2 separate regions of the Mus musculus genome follow, and region 2 is linked to region 1. A link is a contact called in public capture Hi-C data. All regions are on one chromosome and are shown on one strand. Each heading gives the region's core, a stretch centred on a gene start, on an enhancer-like site or on the middle of the called end of the contact. The rest is flanking DNA. Distances are from core to core; before and after follow the strand shown. Region 1 overlaps Tmtc1 (transmembrane and tetratricopeptide repeat containing 1). Region 2 overlaps Sinhcaf (SIN3-HDAC complex associated factor).

Evidence for each region. Capture Hi-C pulls out chosen DNA fragments and counts their contacts.
Region 2: a contact with region 1 is called in a capture Hi-C map of embryonic stem cells, with 4 times the contacts expected there. The contact joins two enhancer-like sites. A contact is called at or near these places in 1 of 115 datasets of contacts at active chromatin or transcription factors (embryonic stem cells) and 1 of 9 other capture datasets (embryonic stem cells).

Annotation. Positions count from the first base shown.
Region 1 is chr6:148,286,091-148,292,963 of GRCm38.p6, forward strand. The region is part of intron 10 of Tmtc1 (transmembrane and tetratricopeptide repeat containing 1); the gene reads right to left. Among named protein-coding and RNA genes, the nearest start is that of Gm52483, 44 kb to the left of the region's middle. Within about 2 kb of position 5,096, at least 5 of the 459 cell types and tissues checked have an H3K27ac peak or open chromatin away from gene starts, as enhancers often do. A contact at or near this core is called in embryonic stem cells, where this site is marked.
Region 2 is chr6:148,916,252-148,922,915 of GRCm38.p6, forward strand. Sinhcaf (SIN3-HDAC complex associated factor) reads right to left here. Exons shown (of 6, transcript NM_019643.4): 6 at 4,806-6,664. The coding sequence ends at 6,620. Among named protein-coding and RNA genes, the nearest start is that of Caprin2, 23 kb to the left of the region's middle. Within about 2 kb of position 2,795, at least 6 of the 459 cell types and tissues checked have an H3K27ac peak or open chromatin away from gene starts, as enhancers often do. A contact at or near this core is called in embryonic stem cells, where this site is marked.

The DNA of each region.
Region 1 (6,873 bases), core at 3,846-6,345:
ACAATGAAACACTCACTCCTGGGTATTGTATCAACAGATCACAGTGAGCTTAGCCCAGAGCAGACACAGAACTTCCAGAAGGCAAGCAGCAAAGCTGAGGCTTTGAGGATAAAGAAAAGAGCTGGGTTAGGAGCTAGAAGAGGAGGCAGTGCAATGTCCTGAGCAGAAGTGGTCTGAGTATGAGATGCCCATCACAGCTCACGGTAGGGATGCTTGGGAAAGTTGTGGAGTCTTTAGAAGGTAGAAGCTAGCTAGAGGAAGTAGGTCACTGATTGGAGGGTGGTGGTCCAACACTTAGGTTTTATGGCCAGGTCCCATTTCCTATCCTTTGTTTCCTGACAGGGAAATAAGAGTAGGGACATTGGAGACATGGGGGCTGAAAGAGACTAAGAGGCACTTGATCACTGAGAGACCTGACTGAGAGTGAGGAGACCAAGAGCCTGGTGATCAAGCAGGAAACCCTGGGCTTTGTTTGAAAAGCAGTGGGGGAGTCAAGGCAGGGTTTGAAGAACAGAAATGAGACCAACAGTTGAGTGTTTGAGGATTACAATGGCTGCGTTGTGGAAATGGACTGCAGGCAGCAAGGCCTTCTGGGAAAATGCTCTGGAAACTGCAGAGGAGAGCAGGAGGAAGCAGGGTGATAGGAGAGGAGAGGGAGAGGGAGAGGGAGGCAGCTGTGGCAAGGAGATACAGGAAGCAGGTAGGAAGGGCAGGATCTATGATGGAACCAACCTTACACCCATAAGCCAACTCTGTTTTTGTTTTTCCTTTCTTCACTCAGTTAATCCTTCTTTTTGTTTTCTTTCTTTCAATAATTTGAGATTGAGAGATGACTGTTGACTGATGGATAAGATTTTACAAAATTAATGCTGGCATATACAGTCAATGCTAACTTAAATGACACAATCATTTCAGAAATAATTATTTTGTAATTAATGGAATAAGGATTTTGAAGCATCAAAAGCCTTGCTTAAGTTTACTCAGATAGTCTCTCATAGCAGCCATAATGAAACACCACAGCTTAAGTGGCTTAAACGAGAAATTTCTTTCTCACAATTCTGGTGATTAAATTCTAAGGTCAAGTATCTAATCAGCTGCTGTCTGGGTAGGCCCTGCTCCTGGCCTGTGGACATCTCCCCTCAGGCTGTGTCCTCCCATGGTCTTTCCTTGTCCATGTACTCAGTGAGTAAATTCTCATGTCCTTTTCCCATAACAGCAGCAGACTTGGGTCAGGCCCAATCTTAATAACTTCATTCATTAGCATTTCTCTACAGATTCAGACTCAAAATATAGTAAAGTTGTATGCTGAGGCATTATCATGTGAATGGAACGTAGGGGACTCAGCCTATAAAAGTCACACAACCTTTGCTCCCAACCACAAGCACATAATGATTATCAATTAGCATGGAGGTGTATGTCCAAACACCACATGGCTAAACCCAGATGCTGTATCTCTCATCAGATGCTTGTCTGTAGCTGAGATTACAGGCTCAGGGGGTCCCAACAGGGTCACCCCAATCTCTGAAGATAATAAGAGAAGGGTGGGACCAGGAGAGGATTGGCTTGCCACATGCATCTGCTACGTAAACATGACCTGAAGACCAGACAGCAGATAAGAGGCGCGGGGCTCAGGTACAAGGTGTCTGGGCCTGGAGCCTGTTCCTTCACTTGAAGGGAAGTGGTGGCAGGATGCTCTTGAAAGCAGGGAGGACAGGACAGAGGCCTGTTTGGAAAGAAAACCCTGGGACTTATTTTGACTAAAGGAGAATGGTTGATGAGGATGAGGAAGAGTGACAAGATGGGAAACTGCTTTGTAGGCAACTGAACTCTACCATGCTACCTCTCCAAGATGAAATTTCCATTTCATTTTTAAATATGAAGAGATAATATTAGTAGGGAAACTCCATGCACTATATAAAACCCACTGGGGAAATACATTAGGACAATTTTTTTTTAAAATAACAGTCTCTTTACATTTAGCCTCACTTAAAGCCCCCTGGCTGGGGCTCAAAAAACTGTAGAGAGGCCTGATGGGGCTAGCTGGACACAGTAGATGCCAGATTTGTACCCTGTTGCAGGAGGATAGACTTGGAGTATCAGTCTTACTTCCTGTGGATGCTTACCCAGGGACACACTGCTGGACCACACGACTCTATTTTCAATCCCTTACAAAATCTCTATACTGTTTCTATGATGGCTGAATTTGTTTGCATTCTCACCTAGAATTTGTATGGGGTCCATCCTAACTCAGCCCTCAGCTACACTTATTCCTGGCTTGTCTAAAGCAACCATTCTATGGAGTCCAAGCTTGTCACCATTCACAATCCTGCTTTATAATTCCAAGAGCATTACACCCAGATATAAAAGCCCTGCAGTCTGACGTAGCCACACTATCCTGCAGTTTGAAGTACCCTCCCTTCTTCAGTTCTGCTTTTGTTGGCCTGTGTTCACTCTTCATTGTGCTTTTTAAGAAATCATTGCCAGGGTCAGTATCAAATAGCTTCCCCCTTATTCACTGTTATCAAGATTTGGTAACGTAAGGCCCATGAATAGATGAACAAATAAAGAAGTTGTGACTTTGATGTACGATAAAATATTATTCAGCTTTACAAAAGGACATTGTGCCATGTGTGACACATGAGTGGGCCTAAAAGACATACAGGAAAAATGTTGTGTGAACAAGAATTTAAACCCACAGAGGCAGAGAGCAGGATGGTGGTAAGAGAAAATGGAGAGGGAGAAACAGGGACAGAGTTTCCAATCAAAAGATCCAAATCCAGTTAGGTGGGGTGACCCTAGAGCTTACTTGGGGAACCCTTTATTAAAGCACTATAATCTTGTTTATTTTTGTCATGTCAAATAAGAGACTTGAGAATCCATAAAGTTCATCACAAATAAACTCTTGTGTGTGTGCACACTTGCTAAGTGCTGAGATCACAGGGGTGTGCCAACACTAGTGTGGGTGTGCATACTTGCTAAGTGCTGAGATCACAGGGGTGTGCCAACACTAGTGTGGGTGTGCACACTTGCTAAGTGCTGAGGTCACAGGGGTGTGCCAACACTAGTGTGGGTGTGCACACTTGCTAAGTGCTGAGATCACAGGGGTGTGCCAACACTAGTGTGGGTGTGCATACTTGCTAAGTGCTGAGATCACAGGGGTGTGCCAACACTCAGCATTTTGTTCTATTTTGCTATTAAAGACTTATTTTTGTGTGTATATGTGTTTTGCCCACATGTATGTCTGTGCAGTGCCCTCAGAGGCTACAAGAGGTCTTCTGGTCCCTGTAACTGGAGTTATAAATGGTTGTGAGCTGTCATATAGGTGTCAGGAATCAAACCCAGGTCCTCTGGAAGAGCAGACAGTACTCTTAACTGCTGAGCTAGCTCTCCAGCCCTTATTGCTCAGTGTTTTAACACATGCATTTCACATGTCTCTCACACCTTTCATTTGTAGATGACTTGAGAAATAAAGGAAATTGGGAGGGAAGAGACTAGCCACCTTCATCAGGTATCTCTCCTGGGCTTTAAAACATTGATTTATTTTGTTCACATTGCTGAATAACAGGTTGGTAGAACCTAGATAGAAACCAAACATTAAGACATCACCAATGGCAGCTGAAGCATCAGAGCAAAAGAAAAGAGGAGAGCTGTGTTTCTTCTCAGTTCTGAATCCTGCTTTGACCCCAGGTTGCATACTGTACAGACAGGTAGAGATACTTGCATACCACTCTTCATCAACCAAATCCTGAGCCAAGTGCCCACCTACCATGGGACACAGTCATCATTTCATTCTAGGGCAGATGTTAATCACTCTATCCTGTAATACAGATGAAGAAATTTCAACCACGGCCAAGAACTAGTTAAGCTCTCCTAAAGCTGGTTAGTATCTGATGCTAAGGACCCCAGTAACATTTGCACTAGGCCACTTCCAGCCCCTCAGGGAGTCCTCCTTTCTTAGTCTGCCTCCTCTCTGTCACTCAGTATTTTTCTCTTCTCTAATTACAGAACATAGAGCACAGCTATACTCTGAGAACTTTACACAGCGTTTACTGCAAGGCAGACAATGTTAGAGGTATATCTCACTTCTTACACTATACCTTAGATGATTAACACTGTTATTCTGGATTTTCAATGAATTTACATAATTTTCTCAAGAGCAAGCAGTTAAACAGGTGAACTTACATGCTGTCAGAAAGTTTAACTCCAGACATCACTTTCAGTCACCCATCCTTCCTACTTCAGAAGCCAGCAGTGAAGTGTCCAGTGAGATCACCATTATTTCTCACAAATGAAGCCACATACCAGACTGTCTGGCCTCCAATTTTTCCCAGGACTTAGTGTCAAAGTTTTATTTAAAGTATCAGTTACTTTGATTGCACTTGACACAAAAATTCACCTGGTCTTCTAAGGCCTCCCAGTCTAAAGTTCCTTTCAGCACAGTTGTGGAATGGTTGTTTTGCTAATCAAGCACTCCCTCCATACTTCCACCTAAAGGGGCAGAAGGTTCAGGATGCAAGTCAGTGTGCTTTCTGTTTTTGTTCCTGTTGTTGTTACTATTATCCTCCTCCTCATCATCATCACTTTAGCTGTTGGCATCAGCTGCAGACAGCTTGAGTCCCAGCTTATTATCTTTGGAGCATATGCCTCCTTCCACTCCACCACCTATATAAGCACCTAGGTTTGGTTAAGCAGTAAATGTCATTAGATGCCATTGGCAGAATGTGGCTTTATCCAGGAAGCATGTTTGACACAATAGCAGAATGGTTGGAAAGTGTTCCATAAAACATCACCTATTAAAAGTGTGAGAGATAAGATTAAACCAAGAGACCATGAGGAAGTTCTTTGCCTGAACTTCAACACCCTGTATTCCTGAAATGACCCCAGATTGAGGTACCAGGAGGGAAGGAGCCCTGTGTTCTTTGAGAACCTCACTGAATGAGGAGGGCTGGGGAAGAGCCCAGGGGTTCTTTATCTATCAGGTCTGTGAAGAGAAGCTGCATTAAAACAAACAAAAGGAAGAGAGTTTGTCTTTAGTGCTGTAGCCAAGGGTAAAATGTTAATGATCCTACAGACTAACCCTCACCTGCTAACAGCCCTATTGGCATGCACTAGGTCACCCCAAAGTGAAGCAGCAGGGCTGATGTTACAGGACATCTGATCACACCATGAACCCCAGGTGCTATTTACTGAGAAAAAAAAAACCTGTTTATAGTTGTGGTGTGGCTTAGCACTAGGCACACATGCTGGCTGGAATATAGACAGGCCCTTAGCACACACCTTCATTCCCAGACACTGAAGATAATGAAGATAAAGTTTGTAGAAGGAAGCCCCCATGTTTGAAAGTGAGGTCTGATTGAGTAGCAAACAAAGTGCCAAATCAGAGAAAGATTTGACAGAATAGGATATGCCAAACTCTTACAAGAAGAGAGAGGAAAAGGGAAGCTACTTGAGAGCAGCACAGAGAGAAAGAAGAGGCAGTTTTTCCAGGAGAGTTATAGAGAGACAGGATGTAGAGTTTGAGGTCAGACAGTTTCAGGATATCCAAGGATACATAGTAAGAAAAAAAAAAGAAAAAAGAAAAAAGAAAAAAGAAAAAAGAAGAAAGAAAGAAAGAAAGAAAGAAAGAAAGAAAGAAAGAAAGAAAGAAAGAAAGAAAGAAAGAAAGAGAGAGAGAGAAAGGGGAGGGAAGGGGAAAGGGAAAAAGGGAAAAAGGGAAAAAGGGAAAAAGGGAAAAAGGGAAAGGGAAAGGGAAAGGAAAGGAAAAAGAAAAAGAAAAAGGAAAAGGAAAAGGAAAAGAAAAAGAAAAAGAAAAAGAAAAAGACACACATCCCCTTCCCTACCAGACCTCCCCATTCCCTGGAGCCTCAAGTCTCTCAAGGGTTAGCTGGGGTGGGGGAGGGTCTAGAAAGCACCAGAGACCTGGGAGGTGAGAGACTCTCAGAACTCAAAGGAAGGACCTTAGATGAAATGCCCAACAGTGAGGAAAGGGAACTCATAGAGCCCACCTCCAGTAGAGAGACAGGGCATCAAGTGGATGGGTGGGGTTGCCATCCCACAGTCAAAAATTCTGATCCAGAATTGTTTCTGTCTCAAAGGACTACAGGGACAAAAATGAAGAAGAGACTAAGGGAAAGGTGGTCCAGTGAAGGCCCAACTTGGGATCCAGCTCAAGGGGGGAGAGGCTACAAGGCCTGACACTATCACTGATCTATGGTGTGCTTACAGACAGGAGCCTGGCTTGGCTGTCATTTGAGAGGCCCAACAAGTAACTGACTGAGACAGATGCAGATACTTACACCCAACCATTGGACTGAAGTCTGGGACCTCTTTGGTTTACCAACAGAATGAATGGAAATATGCAACCGGGGTTGGGGAGGGTCTAGAAGGTACCAGAGACCTGGGAGGTGAGACGCACCCCAGCTGCATATTTCCATTCATTCTGCTGGCCCTCAGGACTTCTGTCTCTTGCCACAATACCTGATCATGTCCCCCTTTTCCCCTCCCCTCTCCCACCCATGTTCCTCCCTCGTTCTGCTTCCTGTGATTATTTTCTTCTCCCTCCCAAGTGGGACTGAAGCATTCATCTACCCCATAGGAAGATTGGCATTCTCTACAAACCTAGACCCCCGAGATTCCTCAGACACTAAGCCACCAACCAGGCAGCATACACAAGCTGGTCTGAGCACCACCACCACCCCCAACCCCCACCCCCACCACACACACACACACACACACACACACACACACACACACACACACACACACACACATATACAGCAGAGAACTGCCTGGTCTGGCTTCAGTGGGAGAAGACCTGCCTAACCCTTGAGAGACTTGAGGCTCCAGGGAATGGGGAGGTCTGGTAGGGAAGGG
Region 2 (6,664 bases), core at 1,545-4,044, 630 kb after region 1:
ATTTAAGTGTTGCCGGGCAGTGGTGGTGCACACCTTTAATCCCAGCACTTGGGAGGCAGAGGCAGGCAGATTTCTGAGTTCAAGGCCAGCTTGGTCTACAGAGTGAGTTCCAGGACAGACAGGACTACACAGAGAAAGCCTGTCTCAAAAAACCAAATTAAAAAAAAAAAGAAAGAAATTTAAGTGTTTTCTTACTTTCTCTAAATGATTACCTGTACATATTTATCTGTGAGTGTGTGTGAACGCCTAGAAGGCCTTGGGTAATCTCTATCACTTTCCCCCTGTTCCTTCAGGGACAGCATGGTCAACTCAAGGCTAAATGTTTGTGTGGACCTTATTATGTGGGTTCTAGGATCCAAACCTCAGTCCTCAAGATTAAGTCATTCTCCAGCCAGTAACATTTTGTCATTAAAGGGTGGGTGGGGGAATGCCTACTGGGCATGGGAGCACAAGCCTTTAATCCCAGCACTCAGGGAGCAGAGGCAGGAAGATCTTTGTGAGTTCCAGGACAGCCTGGTCTACATAAACCCATCTGAAATTATACAGGTCCTTCCGCGCCCCCCCCCCCCCCCTTCTTAGATAGGGTTTCTCTGCCTAGCACTGGCTGTCCTGGAACTTGCTCTAAAGACCAGAGTGGCCTGGAACTCGGAGATCTACTGGGCACTGCCTCCCAAATGTTGGGATTAAAAGCATGTGCAATCACCAACCTGTTGAGATCCTGTCTTTTAGAAAAGTATACCTAAATTCTTAACATGTTTTTCACCAACGCCACCTGGTGGTGCACCAGAAGAAAATTGATTGAGCCTGTTTCCTGGGACAGTTTTCTCAGTACTTCAGCCCACTTGCAGTCTATGAAATGTTTTTGTTACTGAACTTGGGGGTTATAGCCAATCCTCTACTGAGGATTGTGAGTCTGAGGACAGGTAAACTCGCTCTAATTGAAGCTGAGTTTGCAACCTGGTGTTAAAGTTCAGAGGCCCCAAGTAACCGGCAAAGAGGCTATAGAACTATAGGGGATTTGCCATTTCCCATAGGAAGCAGGGACCTTGAGTGATGGAATAGTGAACAGTAAGTTTATCTAAATAGCTCAAGTCCAAGAATACACTTGTGTCTTAAACAGCAACACAACTGTTCAGTTCCTTTTCTAATACTACCAGGGACCTGCTTAACAACTTGAGGCTGCTGAGCCATTATTTAAGACTGAAACATAAACACAGGCACAAACCCCGTCTTTCCTTGCAGCTGCAAAATCCCCTGCCTGAAGTTAAGTGCAGGTAAGCTATGTAAGTATAGACATTCTAAAATAGAGTAATTTCCTCCTTTCCAGACATGGAGACAAAAGGGCAGCTCTGATTTTAGTCACCTTCTACACAGAATGAAAAGATTTGTCTAAGATCCCCTAGACTCAACATACCACAATAATAAGTAGCCTTTGCCCATGGTGCAGGGAACATGATACCAACAATGAGTAACCAAACTCCACTGCTAGCTAGAGAAATTATCCAATAGGACCCTCTGGCTCCTTTCTTTCATGAATGAGCCCATGAAACTCCTACCTTTGATCCAACTTGGCTGTCTCTTCCTTTTCCAGTCCCAGTTCATTAAACATCACACAAAAACTGCCAGGCATCAGGATGCTGGATCAATATGGACACTGGACTACGGGTGCCTGGAGAACTTCAGCATGACATTGACAGCTGGCACTAAGTTCTGGCTGTTTTGAAGCTGTTTTTAACCCAGGATTTCATATACCTCAGGTGGTCTAGAATTGTGATCTTCCTGCCCCCATCTTTTATAATACATTTCAAACTGGCATTAAAAACAAAACTGGGGTTTTCTGGATCAGCTGGAAGAGTGCTGCTGTCTAGTAAGGCGAGGACCAAAGTTCAGATCCCTTGTATCCAGTCATGTTGGGGCACAGCTGTAATCTCAGTAGTGGAGGCAGGAGGGGGTCCCTGGTGTTTCTAGTTATGCCACAGCTTTAGTAAGAGATCTTGTTTCAAACACTAAAGGCGTACACATGAACCACACACAAACAGGTAAACTCATCTTCCATGACCAGCCTTTGCAGGAAGCAGAAAACTTTTCTGGATTAAAGAGGCACTGGCTGCTGGACCATCAAGCTAGTTTACAGAGTAAACAAATGTGGGCTGGAGAGTTAAGGTCCCTGGTTGCTTTCCTTTTCCAGAGGAAGGAACACCAACGTACACAAATTTAAGAATAAATAAATAATTTAAAAAGCAAGCAAGCAGGCTGGAGAGATGGCTCAGCTGTTAAGAGTACTGACTGCTCTTCCGAAGGTCCCGAGTTCAAATCCCAGCAACCACAGTGGCTCACAACCATCTGTAATGAGATCTGATGCCCTCTTCTGGTGTGTCTGAAGACAGCTACAGTGTACTTTGGGCCACAGCAAGTGGGCCCGGAGTGAGCAGAGGTCCTGAGTTCAATTCCCAGGAACCACATAGTGGTTCACAACCATTTGTACAGCTACAGTGTATCATATACATAAAATAAATAAAAAGCAAGCAAACATTGCCTGATGAGGTGGCACACCCCTTTAATCCCACCACTCAGTAGGAAGAAGAAGGTGAGCCTCTGAGTCCCAGGCCAGCCTGGTGTACAGAATGAGTTTCAGGACTGAGGCCTATACAGAAACCCTGTTTTGAAGAAAAAGAAAGCAAACAGGAATCAGAAAAGCAGGCTTTATTCAAGTTAAACTCTTTACACTTCCACTCAGCTGCAGGTTTGTTTAAGAATAGTGGTGATTTGGATAAGAATGGCTCTCAAAGGCTCATATATTTGTTTCAATGTTTGGGCTGCAGCTTGTAAAAGTATGGGGAGGATTAGGTGTGGGCTTGTTGAAGGTATGTTACTGGAACTAGGCTTTGAGGAATCAAAAGCCCACCCAGCTTTCTCTACCTCTGGGTTGTGTCTCTCTCATGATTGTCTCAATCTGAAAGCTTTCAGCTTGATTCAGCTTCATGCCTGACTGCCTGCTGTCAAGCTCCCACAATGGTCATTGACATTTCCTTCTGAAACTGTTAGGCAAGATCCCAATTAAATGCTTTCTTTTGTAAGTTTCTCTGGACATGGTACAAAAATGTAATTAAGACTGAACTTTACAGGACTTTTGATCAGTGTTTGATCACTTGGCTCATGGGTGTTTCAGAACAGATCCACCTTCCTACTTCTGTAATCAGTGGTAGCATCATAGATCAAAATGCTAGTGTGTTGGTTCAGTTTGTCCTAGTTGGTTTGCCAATTTCACAAACCTAGACTTCTCAGGGAAGAGAATCTAAATGCCTCTGTGTTGGTTTAAATAAGAATGGCCTCATAGGTTCATGTATTTGAATCCTCGTTTCCAGTTGGTCAGCTGTTGGAAAGGGTTAGGACATGTTGGAGATGGTGCGCTTTGAGGTTTCAAAAGCCCAGGCTAAGTTGCTTTACTGTCCACTGACTTCTGGTAAGAATGTAAAGCCCTCAGCTACTTGCAAGCACCATGCCTGCCATGATAACAAAGTAACCCTCTGAAACTGTGAGCAAGCTCTCAACTAAATGCTTTATCAGAGGTGCCTTGGTCATGGTGTCTCTCACACCAACAGAATAACTAAGGCAGCCTCTGTAATATGTGGCACGTTTTCCCGACTAATGATTGATGTGGGAGGGCCCAGCTCACTGGGGAATTAGTCCCAGGTTGTAGAACCATGAAAAGCAAACAAACAGTCGGCAGCTCTCCTCTATGGTCTCTGCTTCAGTTCTCACCTTGACATTCTGACTCCTGGCACTGGAAGGACAGAAGCAAACAGTCTATATACAAGCTTCCCAGCTCACAGAAACTGGAATATGAAGTCTGAGAAACATATTTTGTATATAAAAGCACCCTGACTCTAGGCACACTAAAGACAAAGGAAAAAGCAATCTTGATTGTGCCACAGCACATGTGAAAAGGTCTGAGGAAAATGGTGGGAGCTAGTTTTCTCCTACCTTGTGGGTTCTAGAGACCAAATTCCAGATTGTCAGGCTTGGCAGGCACATAGCCAAAGCCATCTTACCTGCCCAACAGTGATTACTGAGGCCAGCCTGGATACATAACTGTCTCAAAAATTTTGTTTAAAACTTCCATGTTTGATTTCATTTCAGTTCCTCATAATTCTGTAAAGTTGTTTCACACAAAAGTCCCGGTCTAACTCTCCCCACAGATAAGCAACCCTTGTCATGGACATTCCATTCATGTTAAAACCACTACACAAAGTCCTTTGTATGTAGCTACCATATCCACTTATCCTAGAGTCTGAAGACTTTTCTACCCAAACCCCTGCTCATCAAAAATTAAGCTTGGAGCTGGAGAGATGGCTCAGCGGTTAAGAGCACTGACTGCTCTTTCAGAGGTCCCGAGTTCAATTCCCAGCAACCACATTGTGGCTCACAACCATCTGTAATGAGTATCCGGTGCCCTCTTCTGGTATGTCTGAAGACAGTGTACCCACATACAAAAATAAATAAATCTTAAATAAATAGATAAATTAAATAAATAAATCTTAAACTTTATATCCATTTTATGTAAATGGGTGGTTTTGTCTCCATTCATCTGTCCCTCTTGTGCCTATCTGATCCCCAAGGAGTACCAAAGGTATCAGAGCCCTGGGAACAAGAGCCAAAGATGGTTTTGAGCTGTCATGTGGGTGCTGGGAATCCATCTTGGACCCTCTGTGCAAGTACAGTTAGTATTCTTAACTACTAAGCTATCTCTCCAGGTCCTGAAAAAATTCTTACCAGAGACCTCTAAAACAAAGTCATGAGACAACTTTTATTTTTCTAATAAGACTAAATTTATTCAATACCCTAGAGTAAAGTTTTGATTATAAGTATCCAACAGTATAAAAAGTACAAAACAGATCTGTAGATTTCTAATATATTAATACAAAGTGCATGACTACATACAGTACATCCTACAGGCAGAGAGTGGAGGGGGAGAAGGCTGTGGTTGAGGTCTAGTAATAAATAAATAAATACAGAAGTAGAGATGATCCATCAAAGTATATTCTACCACCAATACTGCAGCCAAAATGTACAAAAAAAAAAAAAAATCCCATGTCAAAGTAACGCAGGAGAATGGTAATGGCTGGACTCTGTATTACACCAGGGTTGTGGAGAAATGGCCCACTCATTGGGCTGTCTGTGCACGTGGTAGCTTGTACTAGGTAGGTTTTTCCTAAAAGGAAGAAATACACAATGTAAAACTATAGGATGCCACAAACTGTGGCTTCTCCTTGTTGTGAAACTCTAAAAGACTTTTTAAAATCCAGTTTCTAAAATAATCATGAGGAACAGAATACTAAGGCAGCCACGTATACCTCCTCTACGAGGTCTCAAGTGGCACTACTGTTTTTCCTGAACTCTGAGAAGAGGCAATTAGACAACTTCAGTTGGGTTCCACTGAGAAGCCAACCGAATCATTGAGATCTAGAGGTGTGGAGCTCCATTCAGTTTCTTGATGTTAAGAAGCCAACCCAACCCACCAACTTAGCCTCAACACACAACTCTTCTCTTCTAGTCAACTTTAAATAGTGAGAGGAAAACAACGAAGGAACAAAACCCCAAACCCTAATAAGGTCTATGACAAGGCAAGAACTACTCTATAGATAAAACCTCCACAAAGGTCAACTGAGGTAATCCAGAGCTAGAACTGAATCATGTGGATTTCAGTGAATCCCCGACAGTCGTGTTAACACCAATGTCAATTATTTACATACTGTAAGCCCTCTAAGAAACGTGTCCCAAGCAGCATCAACTGTGCCCCATGCATCCCCAGGACTCACACATTCTGATGAAGTGGTTTCTAACCACGTGCTCTCTACTTTGTGGTCATGCTTTGGGACTATCCCTAGTCAACCTTGCCCATCCTAGAGGCAAGGCCTTCCCCAGAAGGAGATCTGGTTCTGTTTTACAAGATCCACATAAAGTCTTTTATCAATATGAAGATAAAGGGAGGCGACACGGTGCTACTTGTGTGTTCAGAAATTGTTTCCTCCTTCAAGCTATTTGCAGAAAGCTCAGTCTGTCCTGCTTAATAATCAGTAGTACAGGTCTGACTCATTAGGACCTGGCAACGCCTTAGCATTTACAAATTTTAACTACCTTCTAGGGGCAGGTCATGCTACTGAGTTATGACAAATTATCATGAGGGAAAACAAGTGTAGCCAGCCATTTAAAAATGCCCCAACCACTGCCTCTCCACAGAAAGACTAAACTACATATGGTTTATCACACAACAAATCCCATCTCTGTCCCCTGAAATTCCCCTAATTCCATTCATTAGAGGGGATTTAAAAAAAAAAAAAAAAAAAGACTTAAAGAGCACTTTACAGCAGCATTCAGCTTTCCTATGAAATACTCAGCATCTTAAATATTATGTACACTTCTTTTTCTTGCAGTAAGCTAGAGACTGGCTTCAGAGTTTGTTGGATGAAGGGTAAGGACAGTAACCCATTAAAAACTATTCTAGAAAATGTCTTTTGGCAGAATAGCAGGTATCCAAGTTAAAAATAGGAGGGTCAGTTTGTTTTGTGGTCTTTTCAAAGTTTAAAACGCTCTTTGCTCCCTTCTAAATGAACCTCAGTCACCACTCCTGAGTGGAGATGGGCAGAGGTGCCGGCCCCTGCTC